Regions from separate parts of the Mus musculus genome. Here all the other regions are linked to region 3. A link is a contact called in public HiChIP or PLAC-seq and promoter capture Hi-C data. All regions are on one chromosome and are shown on one strand. Each heading gives the region's core, a stretch centred on a gene start, on an enhancer-like site or on the middle of the called end of the contact. The rest is flanking DNA. Distances are from core to core; before and after follow the strand shown.

Region 1 (2,700 bases), core at 146-2,645, 140 kb after region 3:
CAGGATTGGATGGGACAGAAGAAGGATGAAGAAAGCGTGTACCCTCCCTGTCATCAAGTTTTCCGTTTCCTCTTTTGTGTGGATGAAGCAAGACCGTATCCTCTGTTACAGTGGGGCCAAGTCGCCGCTGGTCTAGCACCATGCCTCAACGTCAGGTCCCAGGCATGGAGAGGGACCTGCCTAGAGGGTCATGGCCATTAACCACAGAAGGACCCAGGCCATCAGTGCTCCCATCTGGGCTTCCTCTAACTTTTCTGGGAATGGGCGTTCTTTCAAACTGGCTGTCAAGACTCTCAACATTGACCTTCCTTAGACTTCTTTACATGTTTACCAGGCTGGCCTCGAACTCACAGAGAACCTCCCGATTCTGCCTCCTGAGTGCGGGATTAAAAGGTGTGCGTCACAGCACCCAGTCTCTGCTTGGTAGTTTTAGACTCAGCGTAGGAGACGGAACCCTGGGCCACACTCAGGCTAGGCAGTGAGCTACAATCCCAACAGGTTTCTGCAATTGTTTCATTCTTCCTTCCTTTATTCACACTGTTTGAGTTTTTGTTTTGTTTTGCTTTTAGTCTTTGAGACAAAGTCTCAACAAAGTTGCCTAGGCTCGCCCCAAATCTCAAACCTCCTGCTAGGAGCCAGGATAGCAGGTTTGAGCCACCACCTTGGCTAGTTTGTAAAATTATTTTTTTGTTCTTGCTTTTCTGAAGTAGGGTCTCATGTAGTGTAGCCCAGGTTAACCTCAAAATTACTATGTAAGATTGAATTTCCAATCACTCCCACCCAGCTGTACGAGGTGCTGGTCATTGGACCCATGGCTTCCAGCTCTCCCACAGAGCACTCTCACACCTGATCTCTACCTCCAGCCCATTTGTCTCTGAACACAGTATCTCATAGTGTAGCTCACACTAGCCTAAAAGTCACTATGTAGCCTTGACTGCAGCATCCTGCCCCGGCCTCTTGAGGGCTCAGATTACAAGTGTAAATGAACATGCCCAACTTCTAGAACTCTTCAGTGAGGAGAGCTGACTCCAGGGTCTCCTGTCCTGAAGAACCTTCTTGAGCCTACATCTTGGTGAGGCCGCCGTGGTTCCCATAAATCCCCTTAGTCCGTTGGCCACATCCCATCTCAGAGTGTGAGCTCAGGATGGGAAAGGAGCTAGAAATGGGCAAAGAAAGTCAGACAGGGAGAGGAATCCACTCACCATGTCCTGGCTCCTCCTGGGTTCTGTGGTAACCAGCGACGGATGCCTGAAGGTCCCTGTCACCCAGGCTGTGCCTTTTAAACCCTCAAGAAGAGATGCAGGCAACTGAGAGGAAATGACTGTCTTGTCTCCTGGAGGTGCTCATTGGTCACTCACTGACCATCCTAGCTGAGGCTCCCTCCACCGGTGCTTACCCAGTACACCCTCAGCACCACCCAGTACCAACCAGCCAGGGGAGAGATGTCAACTTGGAAAAGGAAGGAAGTCTCTGGCCCCAGAAGGGGAAAAGGCAATTTCCAGGACTTCTTCACTTTTGGGGACGCAGCTGCTTTTCCTGGCCTCGTTCCCCAATCTGAGGAGGAGCCTACCTCTTCTGAAGGAAGTTTTGGAGTTTCTGGGGTTTCTACATGACAGAAATAATGACCACAGCTCCCCAGCCTGGTGGCTTTTATAGCAAGAAAGCACACAGAGGGCTGAAGAGATGGCCAAGGTCTTGGCGTTTTCTCTTAAGGGGGTTAGGGAGATGTGTTAACTCAATGCTAGCACTCAGGAGACTGGGGCAGGAGGATCACCCTGGGCTGCAGAACAGGACCTGTCTCAAATAATAAAGCAAAGCATGCTGGGATCATGGCTTGGTTGGTTAAACACTTGCCTAGCATGTGCAAAGCCCTGGATACCATTCCCAGCACCGCATAAAACCTGATGTAGTGCTGCATCCGACCCCAGCACCCAGGCGGCTGAGGCAGGAGAATAAGTTCAAAGCCATCCTCCTGGCTGCACAGTAACTTCTAATCCAGAGTAGGCTTTGTGAGATCCTTTGTAGCAGTGGCTCTCAACCTTCCTGACACTGTGACCCTGAAAACAGTTGGTTCCACATATTGTGGTGACCCCCAACCACAAAAGCATTTCATTGTTACTTCATAACTGTAATGTAAATATCAGATATACAAGATATCTGAGATGTGACACCCTCCCCCCAGGGGTCAGGACCCACAGGTTGAGAACCTGTGCTTTTTAGCAAAGACAAAATTGGCTCAGGTTAGGCACAATTATACATGCCTGTAATTCTATTACTTGGACAAAAGCAGGAGGATTAAAAATTCCAGGCCACCTGCATAGGAAGGACCAATTTTTTAAAAAAATAAAAATAAAACAAACCTATGGTCACATGTGTGGTACGCAATCCCAACACTCTGTAAACTCATGGTCAGTAAGAGCCACATAATGAAAGCCTATCTCAGGGCTGGGGGGCGTGGAGCATAAGAGATGAAATGTCTTATTCTGTCTTAACAGCCTAATTAATCCTTTGTTGTGTTTTCTGTTTGTTTGAAACCTGAAATCTTCTATCTTCTCTCTTCTCCTCCCACATCCTACCCTGAACACCTGATGCATCAGCCACGTGAGACCACAGGACCCCGGAACTCCTGTGAGTATGCAGCGAGATGGGCCGTGAAAGGAACACACTCCGGAGATTTCAACGATGTCTATAATCTCAGCA
Region 2 (2,700 bases), core at 47-2,546, 250 kb after region 3:
GTAAGTAAACTGCCTAGCATAAGCAAGCTCCCATAAGCCAAAGAGACTGCTTTGCAAACATTCTTGAAGAATCAAAAACTAAAGAGCCAAACCTAATTCCTCCTTGTGCTGTGGAAATTTCATGTTAAGAGTAGCCCAGCCTGCTCTTGTTTTAACTGTGCAATTCATTGCACTCCTAGAATCAGACCTTTCTAAAGCTGCTGGGTGGCTAGGGTAGGAGATGGCGAGAACACATTTGCCCCTTTCAAAGGTTGTCGTCGTTGTCCCCCTCCCCCACTGGTTTTCGAGACAGGGTTTTTCTGTGTAGCCCTGGCTGTCCTGGAACTCACTCTGTAGATCAGGCTAGCCTTGAACTCAGAGGTCTACCTGCCTCTGCTTCCCAGATGCTGGGATTAAGGTGTGCACCAGCCAAGAAACTTGTGGGCCAGAGAAATACCAATGACTTGCTGGAGAGGCTGAACAATAGGAGCACTGCTTAGCAGGAAGCTGTGCCCAACTGTATCACTCAGTGGCAAGGTAGGATTCAGATGCTGTTTGAGAGATTGAGATGAGAGAGCAAGCAAGAGAATAAAAATATAATGAATCGTGGCCATATATTCAGCTCATAGTTTTATAAATACCGTCTGCCATCTTTCTCTTGAAAACGGTAGTAAGTAAAAACACTGCAGGTCTTGTCATGTGAGAATTAGGCTCTGCAGCTTCATGTTCCAAACAAGGCATAAGGTCTGTCTGCTCCACAGTAGGCTCTGAACCGTGGAGCTTTTCAAGGCAGGTTAAATGTGCCCAAAGGACTACCCATTTAACTAGCAGGCACTCTCTCTCCATCACTCAACATGCAAGTACAAGCTAAGGAACAAGCATTTAACACAAGCACACTTTCCCTGGACAGCATGTGAGTTCCAACCCTCAAGTTCGGGAGGTGGGATACCCATGTGATGCACTCTGTCCACAACATTGCGTGCTTTGGGCTTCAGTTGACACCACTGCCTCCAAAGATGGGGTCTACATGTCTCCTAAAATTCTGAACCCACAAGCTGAGCAGGCATGGCACTCAGTAGGCAGAGGTAGGTGGATCTCTGAGTTGGAAGCTAGCCTGGTCTACAGAGTTACAGTATAGCCAAACAGAGAAACCATGCCTTGAAAAAACAACAAAAGTGTGAATCCACAAAACAACTCTGCTTCATAATTTGTTAATCCCTTGTCTGAGAATGTTCTGAAGTATTATAGTACAGTATGCTATGTCATTGAGACAGCTCATTTCCTACCACAAATACCACTCAACTGTGGAACGCTCCCTTCGGCCCTCTCCCAGCACTTACTCTACAAATTCATGCTCTCCAAGATTCGCAAAGGTGTACCCATGGTACCCAAAGACATCTCCTGTGAAGAACTTAATGCTGTTTCTGTGACAGATCTGGTCGACTTTAATGATGACATCTCTGGAGCAGCAAGTCAGGCACACCTGAGAGGAGACAGGAAGTGACTGCTAAGAGCTGCAAACTGTGAATCACTGCCCTGCTGTCTGCATAAGTCTTAAATTAACTGTCTCTCTGGCAGGCTTAAGACCAGTTTCAACAAGAATAACAGGTTCTTGGGTGCTGTGAGTAAAAGACAGAAGAAAAGCTGCAGATTTCAGGGTGTAGAAAATATACACGACATGACGACCACTTCTGACACCTAAGAGAAGAATTTAGCTGGACAGTAAAACCACTCAAGACAATCTGTTTCCTTAACCCATGAGCATATAAACTACACCTCATAGTTCTCATGAAGACAGAGCTATCAAGGTAATCTAAACTACAAAGTCAAGCAAATTCTGGTGACAAGTAAAACCAGTTTTTTAACTGACCAAAAGGTCATGTTTGAGTATCTACCCACACACACACTTTAAATTTTTTTTTTACTATTTGTCCAAGATCTCTTAAGCTTTCCCAGGGTACAGGGAACCCTGTCTTAAGAGGCTGAAGTCAGCCAGATGTGGCAGCACAAGCCTTTAAATCCCTGTACTGGAGAGGCAAGGAAAGGGAAAATAAAATCTCTGCCTGTCTCCCCAAAAGTTCCGAACCAGCCTGGCCTACAGGACTGCTGGGGACCTGTAGAGAGACCTTGCCTGAAAAGCAAATAAGAAAACCTAACAGACACTGATACAGAATTGAGAATAGATGATGTGAGTTCTACATGCAGCATTTGGTGTATCACTGACAATTCCATGGCCAAAGTGATTGTTTGTGTGTGTGTGTGTGTGTATATATATATATATATAAAAGGCACAGACACACTGAGCACAGATGTGTTGGCTGTTAGTTATCTGTTTTTTAAGACAAAGCAAGGAGGTGGGGGTGCATGCCTTTAAGTGCAGCACCATGCAAATCTCCAAAGGTCAGCCTGGTCTTATAGAGCAAGTTCCAGGATGGCCAGAGCTACAGAGAAACTGTCTTCAAAAACAAAACCTTATGTAGCCCAGACTGGCCTCAAACTCAGTCTTGATCTCTTATTCCTTCCTAATTCCATTTGCCTAATGTCGGGATTATAGGCAAATGCTACCAAGCTTGGCTAGGGATGTTTGCTGCTTCCTTCCTGAACACAAAACATAAGCTGTAGCTTGATACTTCTATCTAATAAGTGCAGCTGGCAACAAAATTAATCAGCAACTTAAATTTCCAGAACACAAGAGCAAAGATTCTGCTCTTGGCCAAAAGA
Region 3 (2,724 bases), core at 76-2,575:
GAGTCGGCAGGGTTTTGGCATATCTACGGAGCCTGCTTTGTGTCTGAGGCTATGCATCCCAGGTGCTGGAGTTGATTGAAGTGGCAGATCCAGACCCCCTGAAAGGCCTCATAGCACCTGGCTGGTAAGCCCTCCATCACAGAAACCTCAGTCCAGATCCTGCTCTCCCTCAGCGTCGGGCTCAAACTTTGTAAAGCTCTTTGCATAGTTCTGGTGAGAAGTTTGTGAGGGACTCTCTAAAGGGTGTGATGGCACCAGGAGCAGTGTGAGTGGACAAGGTAGCCATGGGTCCTGCAGACTGTCACTATGAATGTTCACTAAAGCAGGTAGTCTCTTCTGCCATCAGGATGGACAGGTTAACTGATCTTTTCCCTGGTACAAGAATACACTTTACTGTTTTAAAGATAATATTGCTTAAAGAATTTACTTAACTCAGTTGGCCTATATAATAGATTCAAGAGTACCTTAGGGCCAGCAAGATGGCTCAGCAGATACTGGTGCTTGCTACCATGCCTAAGCAGTTCAATTGCTGAGACCCAGAAGGTGAAGGGAACTGACTCCCAGAGTTGTTCTCTGATCACATGCCATGGTACATGTGCCCATACAGAAACATACACATAAGTGTTTTAAAAATATTAAGAATACCTACTTTAGAAGGGCACGCCTGTGTTCTTGGCACGTGGCATACAGAGGTAAGAGGATTGTCACAAGTTTGTTGCCAGCCTGATTTGTAAATTATTGGTTCAGCCAAGGCTATGGAGTAAGATCCTGTCTCTAAAAGTAAAAAGTTTAGATATGTGCCTCCACTTCAGCTTGCTTATGAGTTTAAATAAATTGGCAGATCGAATGTGCTTATCCAAAAGGGTAGTAATTAGGTTTTATAATTGTTTTGTTGTTCAGATAGTTTTTGTTGGAGAATGAGTGTATTTATAGGAGTGCATGTGTGTGTAGAGAGAGACAGAAGTTGGGGGCTGGGAGTGTCTCCTGCAGACCGACGGGCCTGAAAACTACTTATTACTTAAGCTTAGCCTCTAACTTTGTAGAAGGGTTGAAACTGCTGCGACTGCCTCCACTTCCCAAGTGCTGTACTCACAGGAGTGTGTGCCCACCCACAGTTCAGGGTGATACTTATTCTCCTTTACACACTGCTTTCAGAGAGGCCCAGAGACGCCTCCATTCCCCCATCTCAAATCCTGGAAGGCCCTCTCCATAGCTCCGAAATGGGCAAGGACAGAACACTCAGTTGCAGAAGGGCAATTTTGTCTGGGCCGCCCAGTCAAGGAACCAAGCGCCATATTTGTAGAGGGCAGTAACCGCAGCTTCTTGACGTCATCAGTATGCGCTAGTGGAGGTTTCCTGACAGGTTGGGGAGCATCAGGCCATCTGGGACCGATCGCGGAGGGCCAGGATGGGGGAGGCGGCCGTGGCAGAGGGACCTTGTCCACTGCTGGAGGACAGCTTCACGCGCTTCTCGTCGCAAAGCAACGTGTACGGGCTTGCTGGAGGCGCGGACGGGCGAGGGGAGTTGCTGGCCGCCACTCTTAAAGGCAAGGTGCTCGGCTTCCGCTATCAAGACCTCCGACAGAAAATCCGGCCTGTGGCTAAAGAGCTGCAATTCAACTACATTCCCGGTGCGTGGCGCTGTGGTGCCTGGGGCGGGACTAGAGTCTGGTGTTGAGGATTCTAAGATTGTCACTGTGTTGCGAGGTCAGGGTCAAAACTGATAATCATTAGGGTTCGAGACAGTGGTCATCATGGCCTGAAAGTAGTTAGGGTTCAGGATTCCGCAAACATAAGTTATCAACAGCATAGTAGTCGGTGTTCAGAGGTCATGATGATAGCGGTCAGACGCCTGCATCTGCTGTGGTATGAAGTTAGTGTGGTTAGGCTGCAAGAGTGGAGACCTGCCTAATCAGTGAACTTTGAACTCCCCTCATAGTGGATGCTGAGATCGTCTCCATCGACACTTTCAACAAGTCACCCCCAAAACGGGGCCTGGTTGTGGGCATCACTTTTATAAAGGTACCACAGCACCCTCCACCTGTCCACGCCCTCCTCCTTAGTCACTGTGGATCCCACCAAGTCTCTCTCAAGTGCTCTGAATCTACTCCAAATGCCTGTCACCTCCCCTACCTCCCCTGAGAGAAGTTTCCACCCCCAGGACTCAGGAGACAAGGGCAGTCCGTTTCTTAACATTTACTGTGACTATGAGCCTGGCTCAGAGTACAACCTGGACTCTATTGCAGGTGAGTGGGGCTTAGGGGAGAGCGTAGCTGGGGCTGCCAGGGGCTGCTGGGCTTAACTTGTGTCCTTCTGCAGAGAGCTGCCTGAATTTGGAACTCCAGTTCACACCTTTCCAGCTGTGCCACGCAGAGTGAGTGACCCTGGGCACCCATGCTCTCCTACCCTTTCCTTGCACTCAGAGGCTTTTGCCCTATCTGGAAAACAAAAGGCTTTTCCTCTACTAAGGATTGGAAACAGGTAGTGTTAGGGGCCCAAAAGGTGATGGGAAGTATAGCCGGGAAGTGGGGTTTCACTGAGCTTTAGCAGACTGGAATCCACACACCTGCCATCACCAGTCTGGTTCTCGTGGTGCTTTTCAGAGTGAATGCAGCCAAGATGGTTACATTGTCGCCCCTCAGGTAGATCATTCCAGTGGGTTAATTGAGCACTGGGAACTCAACTTCCAAAATTCTAGATCTCTACTTCCCAGGCCTGGAATTG
Region 4 (2,700 bases), core at 101-2,600, 190 kb after region 3:
CCAGCCTGGTCTACAAACTGAGTTCCAGGACATCCAGGGCTACACAGAGAAACCCTGTCTTGAAAAACCAAAAAAGAAAAAAAAAAAAAGGGGGGGGCCTGGAACTCACTATGTAACTCAGACAGACTCCAACCTTGCAACCACATTCCTGCTTTATCCTCTGGAAGTGCTGGGAAGACAGGTGTAAGTGACTATGTTTATTTCTTTAACAAGTGTCTTATCTCACATGGCTGTGTGACACCCTTTCACAGCGGGCCCAGTGCTGGGCACCCATAGGTAAGTAATATACTCAGTAAGTTTGGTGACAGTTTGGGTGAGACAGAGAGTCTGTCAAGTGCCGTGAGAGATGTCTACGGCTTGGGAGGAGGAAGGGTCACTGTTTCAAAAGGGAAGGGAAATAAATGACTTTTAGAAAAGGGAAAGGAAACAGAAACAACAGACAGGATGAAATAGGGTGCAGGGGGCTGCCCGGGCATGTCTGTGCCAGGAGCACAGGGCTGCCTCTTCCCCATTTGTCCAGTGCCAGATGGGTATTACGCCAGGCGGGCCAGGTGTTTAAGTTCACGAGTGTAACCCGCCATCAAGCCATTTAGCAGGAACCTGTCTCAGGAGTGACTTTGTGAGCACAGGTCTGGGCTCAGTTTCTTCTGTATGTGACTGGCATGTTTTGTAGGGTCAGCCAGTGCAGTCTAGTGGCTGTGCTTCAGCTATTGCGGGTGTCAGCCTGAGAGTGCTATTTGGATTGGAGTGTGTGTCCCTCTGAACCTGCCAGGAAGTTGTTCTGAGAAGGGGTCAGCCTTTAGTGTAGTGTGAATGCCCTAGGCATCTGGGGACACGGGTTTGTGCGTCGGAGACTGTTTGAATATTGTTTGTGCAACTACGTTTTGGGTTGTCACTGTCTGTGTGTGACCCAGTGAGCCAGTAAGTAAGATAATCTGGATGTCTGGGTCTGTGTGAGCTCGTGTGTCCAGGCCCTTGTCCTGATGTGTATCTGTGCCTCTGGTCTGACTTTGTGTCCCTGTGGCTCAGTCATCACTGACTCAGTGCACCCTGGCGTGCCAGTCCGTTAGTCTGAGCGTACTCCTCAGGTGTGGGTGTGGGTCCCAGTCAGTGTGTCAGTGTGTCAAGCGTGTGTCCGGACACCCTAGGTCTGGGCTGTCCCCACGCTGCTCCTCCTGCCTGGACCAGGCCTCGCCCCGCCCCTCTGGCTGCCGGGAAACCCCCCGCGCCGAGGTAGGGGGCGCGGCGCCCGACTGCAAGCCCCGACTTGTCCCCAGCCGCGGGCGGGGCCCTGGCGTCACGCGGGGGCGGGGCGTGGGAGCCAGCGAGAGGCGGGGCGGGGCGGCCGCCGAGCGAGCGGGGCCCGGGGATCTGCCGGGAGGCCTGAGACGCGGCATAGAGCCACATGCGAGCGGGGAGCCCAGGAGGCGGCGGCGACACCAGCAAGCAAGCAGCAGCAGCGGTGATCCGGACACGAAGACTCCAGAAGCAGCAGCAGTCACTGCAGTTAGAGCAGCAGGAGCAGCAGCAAGGTGCCTCAATAGCAACCCACTCGGCGGGCGAGCCCTCCAGAAGGCAACCGCCCGCCACCCCATCGCCTCCTTTCTCCGGAGTGTTCATGCCCCCGGGGTGAGTGAGCACCCCGATTCCCGAAGCTGCTTACGAGCGGCAAGGCCCGGAGGGCTCCCTGGAGGAGGTGACGGGGTGCACGGGCCGATAGGACGGTCGCCTTGCATTCCCGCAGCTTGTGCCCCAGCTTTCATCACTGGGACTAAGGCTGGGCCAGGCGGGCGGGAAGGAAGCACCTGGGACTCAGGGCGCCCTGTCTGGGCGCACAGGTGCCACAGCGGTCTGGCGGGTTTGTTTACAAACAATGGGGTTCGGGCTCGCCCGCGCCCCCTGGTGGCTAGTGAGACCTGGGAGGAGCGTGGCCCCGGGCTCGCTCGAGTCCCCCGAGTCCCACTGCGGGAGGGTTGGGGTGGGGGGTGGCACCGAGGATCGGCCACACCCAGAGCGCGCGCCCGCCGGGGGCGGCGACAGGGGGCGGCGGAGGCTGTGGCTCCCGCGGGCGGGGGCTGCGCCCCAGCAACAGCCGGTTATTGGCCCCGCGCGCGCTGGGCGGGCGGGGCGGGCGCACGTGGCGGCGTCGAGGGGGGGGGCTGTGACAGCGGAGGGGCGGCGGGGACCGCGCGTGCGGGGCTGTGGATCTGCAGGTGTCTCGCCTGGGTGTGTGTGCTCGTGTTTGGCTCCCGAGTTTGTATCCCTACACCGAGATGTTGGCGTTTGTCACCCGGAGGGGTGTCTGCGTGAGTCCTTGCCCGCGTGTCTGCGGGGTGGGGTGCACCTGTCCGTTTACGGGTGTGGGTGGCCACCCCCCAAACCAGAGTTGTATACGTGTGCTCTTAAGGGGTGAAAAGGGGATCTGTATCTGTCGCTTGCCTGGTAGTGTTGGTGGTGGTGGTGCGGACGACCGGGGCACTTGAGCTGTGTTTGTGTGTCGCTTGAGTGAGCTGTGTTGCTGTGCAGGGGTCTCGCCCAAGTGTGCGCTGCGTGTGTGTGTGTGTGTGTGTGTGTGTGTGTGTGTGTGTGTGTATGCGCGCGCGCGCGTGCTGTCTCTGGGTGTCTCCAAGACAAGCATCTGCTGTACCCAGCTTTTGGGATGGGATGCCACCCAGTGCCTGATCGCTCGCTGGGTGACTT

The links. HiChIP or PLAC-seq counts read pairs in DNA pulled down with a chosen protein or histone mark. Capture Hi-C pulls out chosen DNA fragments and counts their contacts.
Region 1: a promoter capture Hi-C map of adipose tissue shows a contact between it and region 3. The contact joins the promoter of C5ar1 here to the promoter of Kptn in region 3. A contact is called at or near these places in 20 of 39 promoter capture datasets (the 3T3-L1 cell line, 3T3-L1-derived adipocytes, the C10 cell line and 11 more), 1 of 15 datasets of contacts at CTCF or cohesin (pro-B cells), 10 of 484 Hi-C or Micro-C datasets (the AML12 cell line, the G1E-ER4 cell line, LSK cells and 6 more), 4 of 115 datasets of contacts at active chromatin or transcription factors (bone marrow-derived macrophages, large pre-B cells and microglia) and 4 of 9 other capture datasets (adipose tissue, liver, macrophages and 1 more).
Region 2: an H3K4me3 HiChIP or PLAC-seq map of bone marrow-derived macrophages shows a contact between it and region 3, with 5 times the contacts expected there. The contact joins the enhancer-like site here to the promoter of Kptn in region 3. A contact is called at or near these places in 3 of 39 promoter capture datasets (the C10 cell line, the HPC-7 cell line and liver), 1 of 115 datasets of contacts at active chromatin or transcription factors (bone marrow-derived macrophages) and 3 of 9 other capture datasets (adipose tissue, liver and pancreatic islet).
Region 4: a FOXA1 HiChIP or PLAC-seq map of pancreatic cancer cells shows a contact between it and region 3. The contact joins the promoter of Bbc3 here to the promoter of Kptn in region 3. A contact is called at or near these places in 4 of 39 promoter capture datasets (the C10 cell line, embryonic stem cells, liver and 1 more), 2 of 484 Hi-C or Micro-C datasets (both in embryonic stem cells), 3 of 115 datasets of contacts at active chromatin or transcription factors (bone marrow-derived macrophages, microglia and pancreatic cancer cells) and 3 of 9 other capture datasets (adipose tissue, liver and pancreatic islet).

Annotation. Positions count from the first base shown.
Region 1 is chr7:16,257,943-16,260,642 of GRCm38.p6, forward strand. C5ar1 (complement component 5a receptor 1) reads right to left here and starts at 1,396. Exons shown (of 2, transcript NM_001173550.1): 1 at 1,203-1,396. The coding sequence starts at 1,205.
Region 2 is chr7:16,367,190-16,369,889 of GRCm38.p6, forward strand. It overlaps Sae1 (SUMO1 activating enzyme subunit 1), which reads right to left. Exons shown (of 9, transcript NM_019748.3): 4 at 1,320-1,462. Among named protein-coding and RNA genes, the nearest start is that of Sae1, 19 kb to the right of the region's middle. Within about 2 kb of position 1,297, at least 37 of the 459 cell types and tissues checked have an H3K27ac peak or open chromatin away from gene starts, as enhancers often do.
Region 3 is chr7:16,118,551-16,121,274 of GRCm38.p6, forward strand. It overlaps Kptn (kaptin), which reads left to right and starts at 1,326. Exons shown (of 12, transcript NM_133727.2): 1 at 1,326-1,631; 2 at 1,940-2,022; 3 at 2,162-2,246; 4 at 2,320-2,374. The coding sequence starts at 1,409.
Region 4 is chr7:16,308,233-16,310,932 of GRCm38.p6, forward strand. Bbc3 (BCL2 binding component 3) reads left to right here and starts at 1,351. Exons shown (of 4, transcript NM_133234.2): 1 at 1,351-1,629.